3 separate regions of the Rattus norvegicus genome follow, and regions 2 and 3 are each linked to region 1. The links are chromatin contacts, called in public Hi-C maps. All regions are on one chromosome and are shown on one strand. The core of a region is the stretch at or near the end of the contact, and the rest is flanking DNA. Distances in the headings are between cores, read along the strand shown.

Region 1 (4,396 bases), core at 874-3,373:
AAAAAAAAAAAACAATGGGAAACAATCACGCCCTGATACCACCTGGCACACTTCTTGCTCATCAAAAGGCAAGCATGTTGGAGAAGCATGGCCTTGTCCACGTGCTCATCATGGAGTCTACACACGCCCTTGTATGGGAACATTTGTCAGGCTGCAGCTATGGTATCCTTCTGACCAATCAGTTGTCCAACCTTCTGATCATCTTGAGTTGCTATCCCTACTGTCTCCACCAACTCAGAGTGAAGGAGCTGGCCGAACTTTCTAGATGGAACTTTGAGCTTCGGCTAAGGCTTCTGGGGTGAGCAAGGATACAGCAGATGCAAGAAATGGTGGGCTCCCATGCTCCTCCAAGCAAGAGTACCAGTAAGCACTTAGCTTATTATCGATTGAACATCTGTGTCCCTGCCTGAAGAAGAGAAGTGAAATGATCCAGAATCTTCTAGAACTGAGAACTACAAGAGTATCCTTCGAAGAAGGGAAAGCTGAAACCATTACACCAGACGTACAGGGGTTTCCCTCCTTCTTGGGTTCCCTCACTTTCCATTGTTGAGATCACATCAGCCCCCAAGAAAATATTGCTTTAGTGACTGGCCTCTTGCCATGGCTGAACCAGGCTAGAACATTCCCAAAGCCTTTACACAACACTAGAGAAGAACAACTGGACATAAGCAAGAAACATAAACACAACACAGGCTTGTGAACTACAGTAACAAGGGCAAGAATTAAAGAACCAGACACGGGAGGGAGGAAGGAATTTTGAGTGCTATGACTTTCTTGTTAATTTCTCAAGAGCCATACTTACTCCATAAGCAATACATTTGTATTTTGAAGCCTCTATAGTGTAACTTTTGGTCTCCTTGTCATACTCTAGTACTTTATGGTTTGTCTACCTTGAGCTGTTTATCTGAGTAATTCTGAGAAGCCTTCCTCCTACTCCTTCCTCCCTTCCCCCATGATGATCCCCACCCCCTCCAGGACTTCTGCAGATGAGCACATAGGTGATCAACTCAGTCATTGAACAAAAGTGCCCCTAATTAGGAGCTGTGGCGCAAGACACTGAGTAATGAGCCATTGCCTACCCGGTCTTATCAGACACAGTCTGATAGGAGGAACTATTAAGGGTCATTTCCTTAATACTTATGTCAACTAAAAACTACGAGATTTGACTTTTAAAAGAAGAGATTTATATGAAAATACATCTAACAGGCTCATTGATCTCTGCCAACAAAAAGATCATTGTTTAGAGAATCCTCAAGTCAATGATGACAACTGAAAGAAGATCTTGTGTGTGAGTACATCTTCCCGAAGATGGCAAAGAGGAAAATCCCACTTTCTAGAACTATCAAGACAGGTGATCTCTGTTCTCTGTGCCTGCAGTCGGATGACTAAGAGGCTCTACCAGAACTATCCAAGCTTATGACTGTTAACTCTTCACCATTGTCTCCACATCTAACCTGAGCTCAGATTTTCCCACCTGGCGGCGTTATCTTCACTTCTCTGGGAATTCCTTAACCTGCCTCAGTTTCCTCAAAGAAGATAAGATAAGATCTGAAGACGTCACAAGTAAATGTGAGCTGAAGCCTGCTGGCCAGCTCTACTGGGAAGAACATTTCCACTTCCGGGGCAGGGCAGGGGATATTCACAAAGAATACTATCCATTGACACACCCTTCAGAGAACAGTCTGTGCGGGAACTAGCCTTCAATCATGGCTCATATGGCATAATTGCCTTATGAGGAAGATACCCAAATTCTTAAGGATTGAACCTTGCTCAAGGGGTTCACTGGGCAGGGCCCTGTAGGTCCTTGGTGGGGTCAGGGAGACTCAGCAAGCTTATTCTAATGGATGGGACAGACAGCCATTGAACTAGCTTAAAAGACAGCAAGCACCCATGGGACCCTACCATTTATCCTAGCACATAACAGACCTGCTGGTACAGAATTATATAAACATACATTTCACATCCCCCAAGTTCCTCAAGACATTTGGCAAAGACCAATTCACATGCTTAGATTATTCCAATAATGTATTCCAAAGGAAACAGCAGGTGGCAGCAGAGGGTTACATTTTTTTACTCTTTGGCACGGAATGAGAACAAAGTGTTAGGGCATAATCACATCTGAGTCACCCCACTGGCCTAGAGATGGCTCACCACCATTTTGTCATGTGGGTAGTGTAGAGTCATCTCCAGTGGGCTCTGTGAATTTTAAAAAGAGACTCTCCCAAAAGCCCCTGTCCAAAGCCAGAAGGCTTCCTGATTTCTGTGAGCCGAGCAAGACAGCAACTCCCGGCAGACTCCACCTCCAGCTTTGAGTCTCTCATATCCTGTGGCCCAATGTCAGGGCATGCTAGTTCATGGCTTCTTCACATCGGAGAGGCCCTCAAAAAACATGGTGAAGTAGACGAGTGGCTAACAAGTGAGTTTTCACAGCACCGTGTTTTTGCTCCATTATATTATCCAAAGCTAGAGTGTGGGGGCTGAGAAAGGGAATTAATAGAACCTGAAACTGAGGTACTTGGCACATTAGAGACCTCAGAAAGTCCCATCAAAACCAGCAGCTGCTGTAGCACTGGGCTCATGAGCTGACAGTGCTGTGATCACTCCCCCACTTGGCCCCAAGTCTTCCTTGCCTTACATAGTCCTATGCTTGGCTTCTAATGTGCAAGCTGCAGCTGGAAAGTTTGCAGTATAGTGTTGTGTTGGATCTTGCAGGCCAGTCCTTTGTTGAATTGCTTTGCAGGGCAAATCCAAGTTTACCTTTAATACGTGACTGGAGCCTGCTAGTGGATGAGAGTTCAGTGGATAAGAGTACTCGATACCAAACCTGAAGACCTGAGCTCAATCCTGGGGGCCCACAGGGTGGAAGGAGAGAATCAACTTCCATATATTGTGGTCTGACCTCTACCTCTACGTGCAAACACACAGCACTCACATGCACACACACACACACACACACACACACACACACACACACACACACACACACGCTCGAAATATAAACATTGTGAATGGTCAGTTTGGTGCTCTGGGCAGGTTCCTCAGAAACACTTGGACTTAGCTGCTTTGTTTCCATCAAAAAAGAAACTGAAACACATCGTTTAGAGGAGGGTAGAGGTATGGAGGAAGATGGAGGGATAGTTGGAGGGATGGAGGTGGAGGGAAAGATGGGGGAGGGAGGGAGGGATAAGGAGGATGGAGGATTTTGCTAAATTTTGATAAAAGGAACAAAATTTAGCTCTTTTTTTTTCTCTCTCTCTTCTCCCTCTATTACCTCCCTTCCTTCCCCATCTCCTCAATTCCAATAAATCTCCTCCCCATGACAAAAAAAAAAAGGAACAAAATTTATTAAAAAAAAAAAAAAAAGACAAAATTGGAAATCTGGTTCCTAAGATCCTAACAGATCTTGCAAACAGATGTACTTGTGGGTTTTCTTTCTGAAAGTTGAGTTGACAAAAAAATTAGCAGCCTTGGCCCTTTGTAAGTCACATAATTGAACTTGCAGCATCCACAGAGCCTGGAAGAGCCTCCGGAAAGGTGGGGTAGCAAATGAGGACAATATTCTGTGACTTGATGTGTGGCTTCAGCTTCAGACATTGAATGAGCTGGTTTTACTTTCCTACAGAAAACATAATCTTGGGGCTGGGAGTGTGGCTCAATGCTTGCCTAGGATGCCAGTCGCCAGCAGTGCACCCTGGTGATACCGAAGCGGTGGCACATTCTTGCCATACCAGTCCTAGGGACGTGGGGGCAGAAAGATGAGACATTGAAGGTCATCGTCCACTTTATGATGAACTCAGAGCCAGTCTGAACTCCATGAGATCCTGTCAAGAAAGAGAGGGAGAGAGGAAAGCAGTCAGGCAATGCTATCTTATTTTGACATCTTCAGGATGAGCCTCTCAGCTCTCTTCATGGAAAGGGTCAATTCAACTTATCAGCTAAGGAAAATATTGTACAAATCCTTTGAATGGAATAAATGATATCTTTTGGAGAAATGTTCCAGAATTCATATCAACATTTCATTTTCCCTCTGCTTGTATGTTCAACTGCACAAACATGAAGTTAATCATTTAATGCAGGGAATTGACAGCACAGAGAAAACACTTGGATTGACTGTCTGGAGTTACCATCAGCAACTTTAATTACGACCCACTGCTCTTGGGTCCTGAAGGAGCCAGAAAATGACATCTGTGTGCCAAAATATTCATTAGAATTCCCTTCTCGGTCATTGTTCAGGAAGAAAAGTTCCCCTCTGGCCCCCGTCTTTGGTATTTTAAGAGGAATTGTTCAGACGCCAGATTTTTTTTTTTCAAGGATCTGTCAGAAAACAAGATCGTGTGCATACCTTGTATTTCGCATTAAGAAAACATCTTGGAAGGGTCAAATGCCCCTTGTTCTC
Region 2 (4,396 bases), core at 639-3,138, 360 kb before region 1:
CGTGTATATGTACGTGTAATACAACATACGAGATGATTGGCCAGGAGAATGAACATAAACCTTTTGAGTTTTGATATAGATTCTACAGGGAAACTGCAGTTTGAGGCATCCAAGCTGTGCATGTAGCTCAGTGGCAGAGCGTGTCACTTGGCATGCACAGGTCCCTGGGCTTGATCCCCAGGAAGGAGAAAAAGAACACAAGCCATTGCTCTACCTGCACCCTTCAGTAAGAGTGGGCACTTTTCCCGGCACCACAGAGGCTTTTGGTCTTTTATTTTCCCACTTTGCTAACTGGAAACACACTATGTTAATTTCTTCAATTATACCACAGGAGAACATCTTCCCATATGTTCAGGGTCTTCTCCATTTATTTCTCTATAAATATTTCTCTATTCAGCATGGCTTTCTATTGGCTTCTTTAAAAAAAAAAACTCATTTATACCAGTTCTGTTTAACTTAAGGAAAGCACTCTCTGACAAGTCTCTTCTGAGATATATTTTCTCTGGTTTGGAAGTCAGTCTTTTGAGTGAACTTCTCTTTTTGGACCCAAATAATGTTGCTATTTGTGCAAATTTATTGGCTTCTCTCTTTAAGGCCCCTGGGTTTTATAGTCATCTCAGAAGAGCCTTTATTTTTCTTGGATTCGGTAATAAAATAATTGGCATTTTAAGTGACTTTATGAGTTAGTGTCTGCATCTGAAAGTTCTTCCTTCTGGAGTGACTGTGGGGGTAACGAGTGAGACAAGAACTCGTGTAGTCTCAAAGGTGGCAGGCAGCTGCCTCATCCCTGGGTTCTGAAAAGTGGAGGCCACTCAGGGCTGGGCTGGCCTTGGAGATGGCACCTCAATCCTCCTCAGCCCTGTTTTGATATTTCCCTGTACAGTACAGTACATCACCTGCTTTTGAGTTGATTTCTGACTTTTCTTTGGCTTCAGTACTCTCGTCCTGTAGACTTGTTAGTGGTTAGAACTTCAAAATCCATCTTGGTGCGGGAAGACACTTGGTACAGGGGAGACAGAGGAGGTCTTGTTACCTAGATGACTAAGACGCAATCAGCTTCATTAAGAGCCGACAGGATTGTTCTGGGCAAAGGAAGTGGCATGCCTGAAGTGGGCAGGGGACAGCCTGGCCTGTTTGAAGGAACTGTGAGAGGCCTGTGTGGTGAGCATGGTAAACGGGGCATAAAGGATGTGATGGTTTGGAAAGATGGCCAGATTACGACACGTGCTTAGACTTATTTTATCTACGTGAGTATTTTGCCTGCATGGATGTTTTTGCACCATGTATGTGTCTAATGCCCAGGAAGGTTAGAAGAAGGTGTTGCAGTCCTTGGAACTGGAGTTACAGATGGTTGTGAGTTGTGTGGATGCTGTGATCCAAACCCAGGTCCCTGGCAAGAGCCACAAGTGCTCTTGGAAGCTGAGCTGTCTCTCTGGCAATGTGGTCCAGATTTGAAGTTGGTGTGTGTGTTTGTGTGTGTGTGTGTGTGTGTGTGTGTGTGTGTGTGTGTGTGTGTGTGTGTGTGTTTATTTCATCTTCAGTGTGCAGAGAGGTCTACATGGAGACACCAGCCCACATACAGATGTTTAGAATCATGACAATGGGGCAAGAGAGTGTAGACAGAAAAGAGCGGGGGACAGACCCTGAAGGGTGCCCGATCCCAGAGCCCAGAGGGGTCAGCCAGGGGTGGGCTGAAAGAGGGACGGGCTTTATAGCCTTCTGTGGCTTCCAGTGCTTTTACAGGACAGGCTGGTCCCCATGTGCTCCTGGCTCCATCTCTCCTGACTCCTGCTCTCCCCGTCCCGTGCCCCCTTACCCTCCCATCCCACAGCAGGTTTTGGTTTTGATTTTTAATTTTCAGCCTGACTCACTGCTGTGTTGACTCAGGGCAAGAAGCCTCAAGGAAGCCTCTTTTTTGTTTCTTATCCTTAGTTTGACATAGTATCTAGCAAATAGCAGGCATTCAGCAGGTTTGATTCAGGAATGGAGAAGCTCTTTTAATGGGTCTGAGACTTTGTAAAGTAGCCTTAACCCCTTTCTACCTTTTTGTTTGTAAAGAAACAAATCGAGGATAGGATTCTTGGAACAAGAAGGTGACTTTTCACAGGTTCCAGCAGGGTGAGCCTGTGATGGCCGGGTGAATCGGTGAGCCTGGTTGCTGCGGAGCCAGAGGCTGTGTAGTCCAGGACCCAGCAGGGGGCAGCAGAGGGCCATGCAAAACCGGAACTCTCGACCGCTGCCTGGGCTTCTCTTGTTTGCTGAACCTGGTGCCTTCAGAGTCAAGACAGAGTGTTTTGAGATCTGCTGATACAGCATTGAGTGCCAGTGTCTTCCTGTGGGTCCCTGGAAAAGGGAAAAATGAGGTGGGAAGATGGGTGGAGATGGACGCGACGACGGGGCTGCCTCACACTCAGGTGGAACAGTGATCACAAGTAGGATTTGGGGCCCTTTTGGCTTCAGTCAGGCAGGGAACTAGGAGTGGTGAAAGTGCTGCTCCCAGAACTTACATGGTCAGAAATAACTTCGTTTCTTTTGTTCTCTAATCTAGTTTTCATTCTGTCCTCCTTTTTGTTGGTAAGGGGTTTTTGTGTTTGTTTTAAATGCCCAACCTATCACGGGTGCTGCTGGGTAAAGGGATTTTGCAGCGGGTCACTGGGGGCTATCGAGGTCACAGCAGCAGTGACCAGAGTGCAAGGTCTTGCATGGAAACTGATTAGTCCAGGATTTTGGTTTCCCAACTCATATACTTTGCATAAATGCAAACCATAACATACATCCACAAACCAAGTGCATGCACTCTTATGGGCAGACATCACCCATGTAACATACATTCACATGCTCAAAGGCATACATGCCACCTATGACCCTTCATGCATGCATACTGACATACAGCCTAACACACTGTGGGGGGCTCTGCCATGGGTTTTATGGAGACATTCCAACTCCTCTCCCTCACCTCCAGGTCCCCGTGCAGAGAGAGAGCAACAGTGTGATTTAAGTCTAGGGTCAAACCAGCTCTCAGCCCTTGCACCTAATGCCACCAACACGATCCCAGCCCCTTGACCTCACCTTGGTGACTGCACCTCTGTGAAGAGTGAAGAGGGAGGAAGTAACTGTGGAAGCTGCCCGCTGCTATTCTGTTACCCCCAACAAAAAGCCAGGTCAGAAAAAGCTGACGGGGATGTGCAGATGAGAGGCTTACAGACAGAGTTGGCAGTGGTTTCTCCACACCCCCAATATCTGGAGCCTCAGAGCAGCCTGTGCCACCTCTGGACTTTAGGTTCTGATATTACATTGCCGTGGGGTTTTGATTCATTCACATTGTGCTTTTCTTACTTATATATAGGGTTCTCAATGAGGAGCAACGTCTATCAGAATTCTTGTTGGGAAGGCCAGGAACAGGGCCAGCCTCTGATTTCTCTCCTTTCCTTCTTTTAGCCTTTTGATCCTTAGTGTGACCACGGGCACTGTGTGCAGTTCTTGGAACTTCATGTAGGAGAAGACAGTAGTGCTTGAACCAGGATGTACAGCAGCCTCTCTTTCTTCTAAACAAAGTGACACAATTCAAACGCAGAGAAGAATGGCTCTCTGCATGAATCTTAATTTTTTGCAGAGGTTGAGATGAGATTCCGCCAGTGCCTTTGGATTAGGAGGGCAGAAAACCTTTGCTGTCGCCCTGCTCCTCTTCCCTCCAATCTCTCTCACTACTCTGAGAGTGAACATTACTTATCCGACTTTGAAGATGGATTATGAAGATGTCTCAGAGAGGATGTTTTCTGCTCAATAGAGTGGAGCCCAGCCTCCCGTCTAGGGTTCTTTGGCTCAAAAGCTGTGGGTGCTTCTCCAGGAGGGAGTGGCCCTGATTGAACTCAGACTGTTCACGTGATCTGCTTTGGGGTAGGCTCTTTGGAGGAGAGAAGGGTAGTGAAGACCTAAGCCCCCAGATGTTCTTGTGTATTTATGTGACTTTTACCAGAGTGGTGGAGAAATCAGGGAAGAGGGCCTTATGGTAGGTTCTCATTGTAGTAGGTAGGATAGGCAAGGTGGACCTTAGCAAGTCAGCTCTGGGCTGGGGCCATGGCTCAGGGTAAAGTGCTCAAAGCATGAGGACCTGAGGCTGATCCCCAGCATCATGGCTAAAACAAAAGGACCAAATGTGGTAGTGCATACGTATAATCCATGCTCTGGGGACACAGGGACAGGCCTAGGCCACCAGGCCAGCCCTAGGCCTCAGGGAAAGACCTAGGCTTAACAATCATGAGGGCTAGAGAAATGGCTTAGTGCCTCAGAGAAGCTGGCTTTGATTCCCAGCAGCTTTGGCGACCTCTTCTTGCCAGCTTCGATACTGCAAACACTGGTACGTTCATGGACATACAGGCAAAACACTCACACGTGT
Region 3 (4,396 bases), core at 745-3,244, 260 kb after region 1:
CATGCTTAAAGAATTGTGGTTTTGTGCTAAATGAGTGCTGACCACTCCTTCTTGTAAAGTTTGTGGTTCCTTTGCTAAGAAACATAAATCAAGTGGGAAATGTGGCACCATCTGAAGAGAAGCAGAGGGAACTTGTTTTAAGGAACTAGAATGAAGAACTTGATATTAGTGCTCTGGCCCCAGTGCATATTGTTTATTCTAGCTACTTGACAAGGCAAACAAGGATTTGACAGTGAGGCATTAGTCACTGCTTTGTCACATTCATTTGAAATTTGAGGACCAGTAAGTTAAAAGCAGAAATATTTAACTATTCCCTTGTTACATATTAGTGAATTATTTTCTTTGCTTGCCTGTAAATGCATGTATGCTTGTCTGAGGATTGAACCAAGCATGCTGTGTATCCACTGTACTTCTGGTGTTTTGAATTTGGCTTCATTTCTTAATACAGTGAATTCCAAGTTTATCCATGGTCACATAGAAAGGGAGATGACACTTTCCACTTGAGTAACATTCCACTTGAATAGATGGCCTAAGTTTTATTTCTCTGTTGACTTGCTGAATAACAATTTTGGCAATAATGAGTATCCTAAACATTTATACAGGTATTTACAAAAAATGTAAATTTTAATCCTCTTAGATAAATACTTAGGACTGAGATACCAGGATATATGGTAACACAACATTTAACTTTGTTTAAAAACTGCTGGTTGTTTTTCTAAGTGTCTATATTTTGTATTCCCACCTGCAGTATATGAGAGTTCCATTTGCCGTCTATCCTAAGCAGCACTCAGTATCATAACTTATGTTTTGTTTCTTTGTGTTTCTTGCAGTCATTCTCAAAAGTGTACAGTAGTGTCTCTTTGTGGCTATTTTAATTTCAGCAGGCAAATAAATGAATATAATGTTACCTAATCATTATATGCAAATGCTGCCTTAATATCTGTGATAAAAGTAATTAGGTAAGAACAGAGACTCTTTATCTGGAATTGTTAAAGTATTGATTCTCAAAACACTCAACCTTCCTTACTCTATCATTATCATATTGGGCAACATCAGAAGACACTTAGTTAGCACAGCTGGAGAGGCTGTGCTATTGTGCTAGTAAATACAGGTCATTGATGCTTCCAAATATTTTACAGTGCATGACAACACCCACATCTTCTCTAAACAAAGAATTGTCAAGTTTAAAATGCCAGTAATATCAAAAATAAGAAGCACATCAAATGCAAATGACACAGTTCATCACATTAGATGAGAAGAGCCTCAACACAAAGTGCATTAAGATTAAGAGAGCAGGATGGATGTCAGCGGTCATTAAAAGGTTAATAAAGTTAGAAAATTGAGACAATTACATTCCATCAGTCTCATCTACTGTCAGGTAGCCCAAGAGTCCAATTATATTGGTTTTCAGTGATTCACATAATAATAATAATGTCTTCAACTACATTTGGGAATATTTCTGTTATTCCCCAGAGTGCTGGGTATGAATAGTGGGTATTAAATAATTTTAAGTATCTGAACCAATCTAGAGTATTTAATAACCTCTAACAAAGAATGCTTGTTTTATTGTTGTTACTAGTGTGGCTGTGGCCTACTTTAGATTTCCAGTAAGTCTTAGGAGTTTTGTTTTGTTTGTGTATTTGACATGTGTGTTTGGCCTTCTTTTCTATAAATCCTAAGCATACTCTCATTTAGTCTGACAAATAATGAAGAAAATTGATGTTGCCTGACCACTGATTTATAGTTGGTAATTTTTTTAAAAATCTGACAAAATCAGTGAGCTTCTCCCTATGTGTACTATATCAGGATTTTGAAAATCATCATCAAAATTTAAAATTTACTCCCAATGAAAGGGCTGAATTTAGCCACACTTTCTCAGGCTGTTCATTCTGGTGGACTTGCACAAAATTGTTTCCGTGTCACTGTGTTTAGTTGTCTGAGTCTTTGGTTGTTACTTTAAATTTACATTCTCTGAACTCAAGTAAGAATTTGTTTGTTGGTTTGGACTGTTAGAAAATAACTGATTTCCTGGTTTCAGCTGTAAAACTAGATTACAGTTTTTAATGAAATCAGGAACATAAGAAGCCAGTCCAGACCAATTCATAGTGAGAAGAGTAGATATTTTTAAGACCTTCTGGAATATAGCAAATCCTAACTTGAGCTTCCTTTTCTTGCTGCTTGTTTCACACAAGTGATATGGGGTTCAAGCAGTTTTGTGACACATAGGTTCGTCTACACTTAACATGCTGCCCATTAGAGGGCAGTAGTGCACAGACACAGCAGCTAGGGAACCAAATAGTATATTTGCATCAGATAAACACGTGTGTCATAAATTACCAAATCTATTCAAGGTCTACATTTCACTATAGAATGTTTCTGCAACGACAGAGAGGCTCACCTTTGAACTTTTAGCATGGGGTTTTCAAAGGCTTATAGACTTGGTTTACAGGTTTTCTGATTTGTTTATAGGAACACTGTTAGTGAGCAACATCATTTCTTTAAGAAGTGATTTATTTTAGGCTTGCTGCTACTTCTACTACAAGTGCAATTGCTATTATTACTAGCATATACATAGTTGGTATTGCAATATTAGAAAGGAAAGGAGTACATTTCATTTTAAACACATGGTATCATACAAAGTATGTAATAATGAGCTATTTTTAAAATAAATGTAATCTAGACTTTTAGAAAATAGTCTGAGATTGATCCTGGGGTGCATGTAAGTATTTGTGTTATGAGAACGTCTCAATAACAACTGGTGATAGCCCTCACGAGACGTCTATGATACTTCAGATGAGGATGAGCAAGTCATCCTGTCCCGTATCATACTACTAATGAAGTACTCAGGCTTGGATGTGAACCCCCGGGCATTCTGAAGTCAGAAACATAAACTAAAAGTACCTTGTACCCTGGATTATCTAAATTTGCTGTTGAATTGTAATGCTACCTGGTTTTATCATGTTTTCATGTCTAATCTTGTTTCTGGGCTGACTATTCAGCTTGTTCATTTAACCCTTGACTAAGAGTCATAAGGTTATATAAGGTTGCATACATCTGGAAACCTTGACTCAGCCATTTTTCTCTCCATTAGTCAGTATAGTACTGGAAAAAAGTACCTGAAACAATTAACTTACAAGGAGGAAAGATTAATATTGACTTTATGGTTCAGAGACTTTAAGGAAAATCTGCTGGACTGATGTTTTGGGTATAGTGACATAGCTCATCATGATGACTGTTCATAGTAAAAGAGGCTGTTCATCTCAGTGTAGCTAAGAAACAGAGACAGGAAGGGGCCAATATCCTCATCAAGGGTGCATACCTTGTGATATAACTTCCTTCCTCTGGACCCTAACTCCTAAGGATTTTAGCACTCCCAGGAGCATCAATGGCTGATGACGAAGCCTAGCATATGGGTCACTGGGGGACTTGTAAGATCCAAGCTGTAGTCTTCTGAACTTCCTTGACTTTTATGTGTTTTTTATTTTCCTGTAAAGATAAACATGCCACATTACAGATTTTGACTAGAAGTGTTGTGTGTAACCTTTATTTTTTCTAAATGACCTTAGCCATTATTTGAACAGCAGGTAATAGAGATGGTAAGGAAAATAAAATGTAACTCAGAGATACTTGCATTATTATAAAACTTTCTACTTTAGTTTTTTTTTTTTATGTTTTAGAAGTTGTTAAAATGAGGCTCTATATGGCTCAGTGGGTAAAGCCATGTAAACCTGACAACCCGAGTTCAAATCCCCAGAGTTCATGTAAAAACAAGACACAGTAGTGTCCAAGTCCATAATTTATTTCAGTGTACTTCAGTGGGGAGGTGGAATGTACAGCTAGGAGAAATGCCAGAAGCTCGCAAGCATGCTAGCCTAACCTACACAGTAGTGAACAAAAGAGACCTGTCTCAAACAAGATATAAAGTGAGGACTAGCACCCAAAATTTTCCTCGGGCCTTCACACATGCTTCACTTGACACATATGAACATATACATGATACACATATACAAAAAATCTTTAAAAGCTGTCATGATAACTATTTACTTCATTTGAAATAAAGTACAGAGAAGGTTTTTTATTGCTATAAAAATTAGTCTAAATAGAAATAATATTTTTAAAGGATTTGGGATTCAAGGTCCATAGGAATTACCTCTCTGCTCTAGAAAAACTATGTCCACTGTATTTTAGAAAACATAATATTTTGAGAATATGGATAGAAGTCATGCCTAGTGATGAAAGCAAAGAAGTGAATCCTAGGGACCACGGAGGCTGATGTCTGTGTATTCCGGGCAGAAACACAAGCCTGATTATCTATCTATCTTAGGTGAGTTATTTGTCAAGCATCACACATTGAGCAGTACAAGACCCAAAATCAGTGTTTTGACACACCAGACTG

Evidence for each region. A called contact is a pair of places that touch in the nucleus more often than the background predicts.
Region 2: a Hi-C map of the A7r5 cell line shows a contact between it and region 1, with 7 times the contacts expected there. The contact joins two enhancer-like sites. A contact is called at or near these places in 3 of 12 Hi-C or Micro-C datasets (the A7r5 cell line, Schwann cells and frontal cortex).
Region 3: a contact with region 1 is called in a Hi-C map of the Rat2 cell line, with 4 times the contacts expected there. The contact joins two enhancer-like sites. A contact is called at or near these places in 6 of 12 Hi-C or Micro-C datasets (the Rat2 cell line, Schwann cells, hepatocytes and 3 more).

What each region holds. Positions count from the first base shown.
Region 1 is chr1:174,195,353-174,199,748 of GRCr8, reverse strand. No RefSeq gene overlaps it. Among named protein-coding and RNA genes, the nearest start is that of Adm, 17 kb to the right of the region's middle. Within about 2 kb of position 2,123, at least 12 of the 93 cell types and tissues checked have an H3K27ac peak or open chromatin away from gene starts, as enhancers often do. A contact at or near this core is called in the A7r5 cell line, where this site is marked.
Region 2 is chr1:174,558,748-174,563,143 of GRCr8, reverse strand. No RefSeq gene overlaps it. Among named protein-coding and RNA genes, the nearest start is that of Ctr9, 11 kb to the left of the region's middle. Within about 2 kb of position 1,888, at least 6 of the 93 cell types and tissues checked have an H3K27ac peak or open chromatin away from gene starts, as enhancers often do. A contact at or near this core is called in the A7r5 cell line, where this site is marked.
Region 3 is chr1:173,935,464-173,939,859 of GRCr8, reverse strand. All of the region lies in intron 12 of Sbf2 (SET binding factor 2), which reads left to right. Among named protein-coding and RNA genes, the nearest start is that of Sbf2, 220 kb to the left of the region's middle. Within about 2 kb of position 1,994, at least 2 of the 93 cell types and tissues checked have an H3K27ac peak or open chromatin away from gene starts, as enhancers often do.